3 separate regions of the Triticum aestivum genome follow, and all the other regions are linked to region 2. Evidence: chromatin contacts called from public Hi-C data. All regions are on one chromosome and are shown on one strand. Each heading gives the region's core, a stretch centred on a gene start, on an enhancer-like site or on the middle of the called end of the contact. The rest is flanking DNA. Distances are from core to core; before and after follow the strand shown. Region 1 holds the start of LOC123096504 (root phototropism protein 2). Region 2 holds the start of LOC123096499 (cysteine desulfurase 1, chloroplastic). Region 3 holds the start of LOC123096505.

Region 1 (2,723 bases), core at 190-2,689, 410 kb before region 2:
CAGTGACTTGATCTGTTCGTATGCGCATTCTTGGAATGCTGCGACAACAGTTGAGGGATGAAAAGGGAAGTCGATGGCGAGGAGGGTGAAGCTGATCACGACGGCTGTTTTAGCTGGTTCGCTGGGTTGGCTCTCGTCTTATCCACTTACCAAAATCTGGATTTTGGCTTTCGAATCAGCTCTTCGTCGTCTTTGGCCGTTCTTTCATTTCTAACTATTCTTTTGCTGCGAACCGATTGTCTTTCAGATGGTTAAAAAAAATTGCGGTGGAACCAGCCCATTAGAGTGCAAATTCTGGATCATCGGTGCTCGCATTTTTCTTGGATTTATTGTACGTTCATCCAGTGTGAGAAAAACAATTTCATCGACTACGAGGCGTCTGTGGTGACTTCATTAATCTTAAGATAACGTGTTGACTCGGTCTCAAGAGTAGGATGCACGCATCCGTCCATAGAAGTGAGTGTATGTGCGTATATATGGGTGTTTACGCATGTACTGTGTTAAAAAGTAGTATTCCTTTGATACGCTTTTGTCTGTGTTGACTGAGTGCATCCTGTAGCACCGGGTTTACTTTTTGTAGCTCACTTATTAAATGAAAGATATATATCATAAACAATGTCATTAACAATGTGATTGGAAGGGACTAGCTAGAAACTAGTCGAGTGAAAATGCGATTTGGGTCAATCGACCGGTTTCAGCCATCCGATGGAAAACATACGTCTAGATGAGCGTCTTCGACCTCGAGACATCGTCTTCTTTCTTCGAACCACCGAGCCACCACTACCCTCGGTCGGCGACGCTTCGGAGCCAACCTCGCCACCTCACCCTTCCCCCAACCGCCGCCCACCGCCGTGCTACCGCCCCCACCATCCATCTCTCTAACCCCAGCCATGAAACATTTTCTCCGGCAAACTTGCACCACCCTAACACCCCTGAGATAGATAATGGGGGTGTTTGCCACCCTAAAGATAGATAATGGGAGAGCTTCTCCGGCGAGCTTCTTCCGATTGTTTCTTCATTCAATCAAAAATCGAATGGCCCAAATTCCAAATTTAGGCGACTTAGGGCCTATTTGGCAACGCCCAACTCTCAACTCCCAAAACTTCTCGTGAGAAGCCACCCCGAACGCCTGAGACTCATGAAGCTAGATTCTAGAAGCGATGTTGAGAAGCTGAATCTGTGGAGTTTGGGAAGCTTGGGGGACTTTAGAACACACCTTTACATATAACTTTTGTGTGATTGTAAATGTAAAGCCAGTATTTAACCACGTGATGTAGATTACACCCACAAATGTGCTGATCAAATAACCAGTGTAAAGTACTACGGAACATGCATAGGTTGCCATCAAACACGACGGAGGCCAGCAACTTGTCCGGATTGTCGCCGGGCCGCTCCTTCCACGGAACAGAGCCACATCAAACACTGGCCACTAGTGGCATGCTCGCATGCAATGCCGAGAACCAAGACGCCATCCAATCCAATCAAATTCCCGAACCCCGAACACATGCACGTACCTATCATGGACACGCTGACCAAACACCAGCCATGCAAAAATGGAGCCCTCCGCCATCACAAGAAAATACTTGGACAGAGAATTTTAATGGAATCTCTATATATCCCGTGGTGATCGGAATGCTGCCTCCCGGGGCAGAGCTCGAGTTGCACGAACGCACGCCTTCTTCTAGCTCTAGACACGCGCGCCTCACCGGTGCTTTGCTGTCCATGCAAGCTTCTTCCAGATCCAGCTCCATGGAGAGGACCAGCCAGTGGTACGTGACCATGTCTTTGCACAGTGAGAATTGCTTGCTCGTCCATGTCACTCGTATGCTCATGTCTCGTTTCTTTGGATTGGTTCGAGCAGGTTGTCGTCGCAGGACGTACAAACGGACCTCGTCGTCCGGGTCGCCGGCGCCGCCTTCCCTCTTCATAAGGTTAGTCGTCTTCCACCTGCCGGTCGATCTCTCCAGCTCCTCGTCGCGTGTGTACAAGAAAAAAGTGTCGCCGGTGATCATGGTCTGACGTGGACACAACAAAATGCTTCCCGTGCAGGCGGTGATGGTGCCCAAGTGTGGCTACATCCGCAAGGCCGTCGCCGTGGCCACGCGCCCCGACCCCGCGGCGACCGTCGAGATCGAGCTCGACGGCCTACCGGGCGGCGCCGACGCCTTCGAGAAGGCCGCGCGTTACTGCTACGGCGCCAACTTCGAGATATCCGCACGCAACGCTGCTGCGCTCCTCTGCGCCGCCGCGTTCCTCGACATGCAGCCGGCCGACGGCGGCCTCGCGCGCCGCGTGGAGGAGTTCCTCGCGCAGGCGGGTCTCCGGACGCTGCCCAACGCGATCGCCGTGCTGCGGTCCTGTGAGGGCCCGCTCCTCACGGCCGCCGAGGAGCTCGGTGTCGCCCGGCGCGCGGCCGACGCCGTGGCCCTGCGGATCTGCAACGAGGTGCTTTTCCCGACGCGGTCGCCGCCGGAGTGGTGGGCGTCGGAGCTCGCAGCTCTCTCGCCAGTGTCGTTCCACAGGGTCTTTACGGCGCTGCGCTGCCGACGCGCCGGTCCTGAGGTGCTCGTCGCCGCGGCCACCGCCTACGCGGAACTCCTACTGGCCGACGGCAAAGCTTCCGACCACCGCGCCCTCCTCGAGTCTGTTGTCGCCGTGCTCCCTTCAGCGGACGACGCGCCCCTTCCCGCAGCGTTCCTCTGCCGCCTCCTGCACGACGCCGT
Region 2 (2,700 bases), core at 52-2,551:
TTTACCTGAGAGCATGAATGCCACGATGAACATTCGAATTATAAAATCGGTAGTAGTCGTCTAAGGCTTTCATCACATGAGAGGGTTTCTGTGATGTTGCACCATTGTCGAAGTAAACTAATTTATTACCATCAAATTCCTGCAAGTTCCGATGATCATAAATGATAAAAACCACCTCACTCGAATGCCAAAAGTATATACATAACAAACTGTAAGGTAAAGTTTGTGACATAGTAATAACGAAAGAATCCAACATGTAAACCAACAATAGTTTTGCAGTTACGGAATCCACATTGAATAAAACAACTTTGTTCTGGAGGGCCCTACAAACGGATCTTTTACACGCATGACCGAATCAAGAGAAAGCTGAGTGAAACTTATATCAGCTTATCCGTAGTGGTAACTGCACCAGACAAGGTGATATGCTAAAAGCCCATATCTATCTTATGAACATTTTTTTTCCGATAAAGAGCGCTTTTATTAACTCATAACGTAGCATCAAGAGGAAATCATGATGAGAAACACCCGGCCTCTGCATAGCTAGGATGCACACAGCCAAACACAAACAGTCTGAAAAAAGACAGAAAATTGACATATCGGCACCAGTAGAGTCAAATAGGACCGTCACTATGCCTATGTCGAAGGAGGTGATGGGCCGGAGGTTATGCTGCCATCCATGTTGGGAAAAAAACCTCATGGCCACTCGCTTCAATTGCGTACACACCGCCTTAGAACAGCAATTCGAACTCCGTACGGTGAAGCATGGACCCTCTTATGAACAAATGGAAATATTTTTAGGCAGCAGCAATACATGTTGTAATCAGGAGTAACTAGACGCGCCGCAATCAAGAGCGATCCCATAATTTATTGGGAACAAACATAATTAGATGCGCGACTGTAAATAGTACTGTATTTCACTAATCAAATTCAAAATTGGACTGGAATGGCACGAACAACCAAACAACGAGACGAGCCGGAGATGGGCAGGGGAGACCTGGTCGAGGATGGGGAAGTCTACGCGGGTGAGGTCCCCGAGCGAGGAGGCCGGCTCCGCCTCCCGCGAAGGCGCGGCCATGGCCGCCGTCCCACAGCGGCCCCGCCGCGGAGAAAACGTGAGCACAGCGCCGCCGCCGATAGTTCCGGGATAGCTGCGGTTCCTGACGGAGGAGGGGAAGTACCGGAGCGACGCCACCGCCGCCGCCGCCGCGGTCGCCATGCGCGCCGTCTCTGTTGGTTGGATTAGCCAAAGCTTCGCGGTGTGTTTCCCTTCCTGTCACGTGAGGCCCACCCGTCAGCGTCGAAGTGTGTTTAAGCGGTCAGGGTGTGGGACCCGCACGGTGGTCTCACATTAGAGCGGCAGAGTAACACTGAATGGTGGAGCGGCGCCGCCTGCATGTAGCAACTGCTGCCGTCGACGAGGCCGCCGCCGCCACCCGCCGCCGCCCGCTGCCGCGGACCTCCACGTTCGACAATAGCGCCTTCCTCTACGACGCCAGGGAGGTGTCCCATGCCAGGTGAGCAGTTATACCATGCTGAGGATAGGGGCTGTCCGTGGTGTAGGGCAGTAGCACGGCACCTGTTCGATCGAATGCGTGGTCGAGTTGCTGTGTTCGATCAAACAGTTTGCTGGATAGGTTCTATTCCTAGGCGTCAACAAATTTTCCATGATTAACAGTGTGAGATGCGAACGCCATGAGTTTCAATGAAATTTTTCCACGATTTTCCACAGTTTATATGATGTGAGACTGCATTCCTAATTTCCCATCGTGAATTATATGAAGCAAATTCTCCGTGTCGCTGGAAAAGGAAAGGTTGAATCTCTGCATAGGATAGCTGAGTTTGTCATCTCGTTTTGTGAGGCACCAGAACTCGTGGTCAGCAAGGGGAAAAGGCACAAGATGGAGTTGATGCTATCATTTTACAGCAAAGGGAGGAGGCACTGTATGTGAGCTGGGGCAAGGAGGCTGTGCTCTAGTGGCCATTGAAGAGTAACTTCTGATGAGTTATCTGATCCAGCAATTAAAGTGTTACTGCAAAGCTTGGTTAAGGTAAAACATTCTGCTTGGTTGGCTTGTATATCAGTGGCTAATGCTGGTTCCTGAGAAAAGATAAAGACTGAACGCAACCAAAAGTCCGAACTGATGGAAAGGGCTAGGCAATCCACATATACACTTCAACACTTCCTCTTACGTTTGACGCGGGAAGTCAATATGTGAATAGACTCAGAGGTATGGCTCAAGAGGCCTATACATGGACATAGAGGGGGGCAGTAGCAATTTTTGGATTAACTGCGAAAGCCAGGACTTGAACTCAAGACCTTAGGCTCTGATACCATGTTAAGCTTCATGTCTAGGCAGCGGAACCAAAAGTCCGAAATGATGGCAATCCATATATACACTTCAGCACCTTTGACTCGGTCCTTTTATTTTCCTTTTTCTTTTGGAATAACACGTAAGCTTATCTAAAATGGGAATTACGTAGGCCTGATTTGAGTTATTTGCTTACAAATTGAATGGTAATGTTTACCCTAAACCAGCTTTACTTACACCCTTAAACCATTTATCCATTTGTCTTGAAGATTCCCTGAGAAACATGCTTCACAAAGATGTTATCCTAACTCGGATACTTAGTATATGTCATGTTACAAGAATTTGAACAAACCCACTATAGAGAGTTCAGTAATCTGCATATTTGCATCAT
Region 3 (2,700 bases), core at 194-2,693, 480 kb before region 2:
GCGCTGGTTCATTTAAACATATCTTGTAAGAGGTTGTGAATCTTCATAGCAAAATATAGATGGAAATATTCATATGTATATCTCCTTGACTATTCAATAAAAAAGTACTATTTTAATTACATTTAAAATACCCCTTATGGGTGACACAGCGACAAGCATGTTCACAACTAACGTGCACTATTTAGGGGCATACAAAGAGTATGTGAAATTTCATCAATTCAATGAGAATTATATACAAATATATCAATGAACATGTATGTCTATGGGTTGTGCATCATATTAGGCGCATCCTTAGCAAGCACAACTTGACTTGTGTACCTAGCCAACTATGACGTCATTGTGACATATGGAGCCATCTTTGTCAGTTTGAGAATAATAACATGCCATGAAACACAACATCTCATTTGAGGTGAAATTTACTCATAGAAGTTTTTTCAGTTTTGCTAAAGCACATCTCTATGTGCTTTAAGTATTGCTCATCTAAGTCTTATGTCATTAATTTTACGCTAAGATTCATGCAAACATTTTCTTTTGTCTTTTCTCCTTCTATTTCTAATTTGATTGAGTGACATAGATGTATAATAACCAGAGCATATCTAGATGTGCCCTAAACGAACCTGAGTTTTTTTATAAAAAGAATTTGTCCAAAAATCCGCCAGTTCAAAGAGAACGCTTGTCCTGCCTTTTTGATCGATATGGTATACAATTAGATTCCATCTCTCATCGAAGAACTTTACAAAAAAAAATTGAACAATTATAGCATGGGCGACTATCGCCACGACGATGAAGCCGCCAATCCCGGCTCACCCCATCCATCTTCTTCGATGCCGCGAACCATCCCTGCACGGCAATCCTATGTCGTCGCATCCTCAGCGCCGTCTCTGACCAAGAAATCTGTGGTGGAGAATATACTGTGATTTTATGAAATTTATCCAGTCCACGGGAGCGACAGTAGACCCGTTAATACCGTTATAGCACGATCATGATAACCAGTTCTCGAATCCAGTCGTTGGCAAAGGACTCGACAAAAGTTTAGCAATCACGCTCACTGCCGGTGGGCTTCAGCTCAGGGGTCCCACACCTCAGCGACCTACAAACACACGGCTTTACAAAAAGACCCCACCTCGCAAATCATCTCTCCCAGGACAGGAGCATCCAAACGTTGGGAACAAAGGCGTTCTCCGCCGGCCGCTCGAGATGGCTCGCCCGGCCCCACAGGTCAGTCAGCAGCACCGCCATTTTACAATAAAGCCCCTTCTGATCTCCCGTCCACAAACGAACCCCTCACACCTGGACCCCACTCTCCAGCGAGCAGAAGCAGCAGAAGCCCAGCTGTCCAGGGGCAGAGCGGTAACTCCGCAGGGGCGGACGTGCCAACTGTGAGCCCGCGTATTTTATTGCGGGAAAAACCAGGGAGAAATTTATTTCCATCCGAGCCCCTGAAAAAATGCGTCCCCATTAAAACCTCTCTCCTTCCTTCCTGTCTCTCTCTCTCCCTAAAATCTCTCTCCTTCACCTCACTCTCTCTCCACCCCGACCCCCGCTGCCGAATCCCCAAACCCCCGCCGTCGCAATCATCCGCCCGTGGGGGCAGGCGCGCGCGGATTTCTGTGGACTCCGGCGTCCCCGGCCCGGATTGATCCCGCCGCTCCTCCCCTCCTCCCGATTCTCGCCATCCAATCCTTTGCTCCCTTCCTTTCCCGGCCGCCTCCCTGGTTTCTTGCCGAAATTGCCTGCCACCTGTTTGGACTCTGGACGCGCGCATAACTTGCCTCGCCATTGTGGCTGCTCTGCTCAGCCCGGCTGCTTCTTTGGATCTGCTAGCTCGCCTGCCGCCGGCCTCCGGTCCGCGCATGCCCGTCCTCCCCCGCTCCGAATCTCGTCCTCGTTTCGGAGGTCCTCGTATGCGGATGAGGAGGGGATCCTGACCTGACTCTTGCTCGGCTCCGGCGGTCCCCTTCTTGGATCCTCGCTCGCGGCGGAGGCGTGCCGGGATGGGTTTCTTGATCTGCGCCTGCCTCCTCCAGCTGCTCTTCTTGGGCTCTTCTCCGGCGGCGGCACAGTCACCGTCGCCGGCGAGGGCCCTGGACGCAATGCTGCAGGACTACGCGTACCGGGCCTTCGTCCGGCCGCACACCGGCATTGTCTACAACGCCACCGTGCCTGCGGACCTCGCCGGCGTCGCGGTGTCCGGGCTCCGCCTGCGCAGCGGCAGCCTGCGGAGGAAAGGCTTCTCCGACTACTTCGAGTTCAGCATCCCCCCTGGCGTCATCGTGCAGCCGTACGTCGAGAGGGTGGTGCTCGTGTACCACAACCTGGGCGAGCTGTCGGAGAAGTACTACCCGCTCCCCGGCTACACCTACCTCTCGCCCATTCTCGGGCTGCTGGTCTACGACGCTGCCAACTTGTCAGCAACGGGATTGTCCGAGCTGAGCATCGTCGCGTCAGGGAGCCCGATTTCTGTGAGTTTCAGCAATGTGAGGGCGGTGCCCCCAGGCAGTCCAGCGCCGCAGTGTGTGTGGTTTGATTTGGATGGGGTGCCACAGTTCCGGGGCTTGGAGGCAAACAACGTGTGTGCAACCTATCGCCGAGGGCACTTCTCCATAGTGGTGAACTCCAGTGAGGTTGCTCCTGCTCCAGGGCCTTCAGGCGCAATTGCCCCACCAATACCGACTAATGGTGGTCGTGATAAGGGTAGTT

Evidence for each region. A called contact is a pair of places that touch in the nucleus more often than the background predicts.
Region 1: a Hi-C map of leaf shows a contact between it and region 2, with 4 times the contacts expected there. The contact joins the promoter of LOC123096504 here to the promoter of LOC123096499 in region 2. A contact is called at or near these places in 4 of 5 Hi-C or Micro-C datasets (leaf and an unstated tissue).
Region 3: a contact with region 2 is called in a Hi-C map of leaf, with 5 times the contacts expected there. The contact joins the promoter of LOC123096505 here to the promoter of LOC123096499 in region 2. A contact is called at or near these places in 2 of 5 Hi-C or Micro-C datasets (both in leaf).

The regions. Positions count from the first base shown.
Region 1 is chr4D:101,762,890-101,765,612 of IWGSC CS RefSeq v2.1, reverse strand. It overlaps LOC123096504 (root phototropism protein 2), which reads left to right and starts at 1,439. Exons shown (of 3, transcript XM_044518245.1): 1 at 1,439-1,769; 2 at 1,862-1,931; 3 at 2,050-2,723. The coding sequence starts at 1,546.
Region 2 is chr4D:101,349,518-101,352,217 of IWGSC CS RefSeq v2.1, reverse strand. It overlaps LOC123096499 (cysteine desulfurase 1, chloroplastic), which reads right to left and starts at 1,301. Exons shown (of 10, transcript XM_044518241.1): 1 at 995-1,301; 2 at 6-139. The coding sequence starts at 1,216. LOC123096501 (methylesterase 17) reads right to left here. Exons shown (of 4, transcript XM_044518243.1): 4 at 2,509-2,700. The coding sequence ends at 2,697. It overlaps LOC123096502 (a long non-coding RNA gene), which reads left to right and starts at 1,347. Exons shown (of 3, transcript XR_006446645.1): 1 at 1,347-1,514; 2 at 1,782-2,048.
Region 3 is chr4D:101,826,501-101,829,200 of IWGSC CS RefSeq v2.1, reverse strand. LOC123096505 reads left to right here and starts at 1,443. Exons shown (of 1, transcript XM_044518246.1): 1 at 1,443-2,700. The coding sequence starts at 1,995.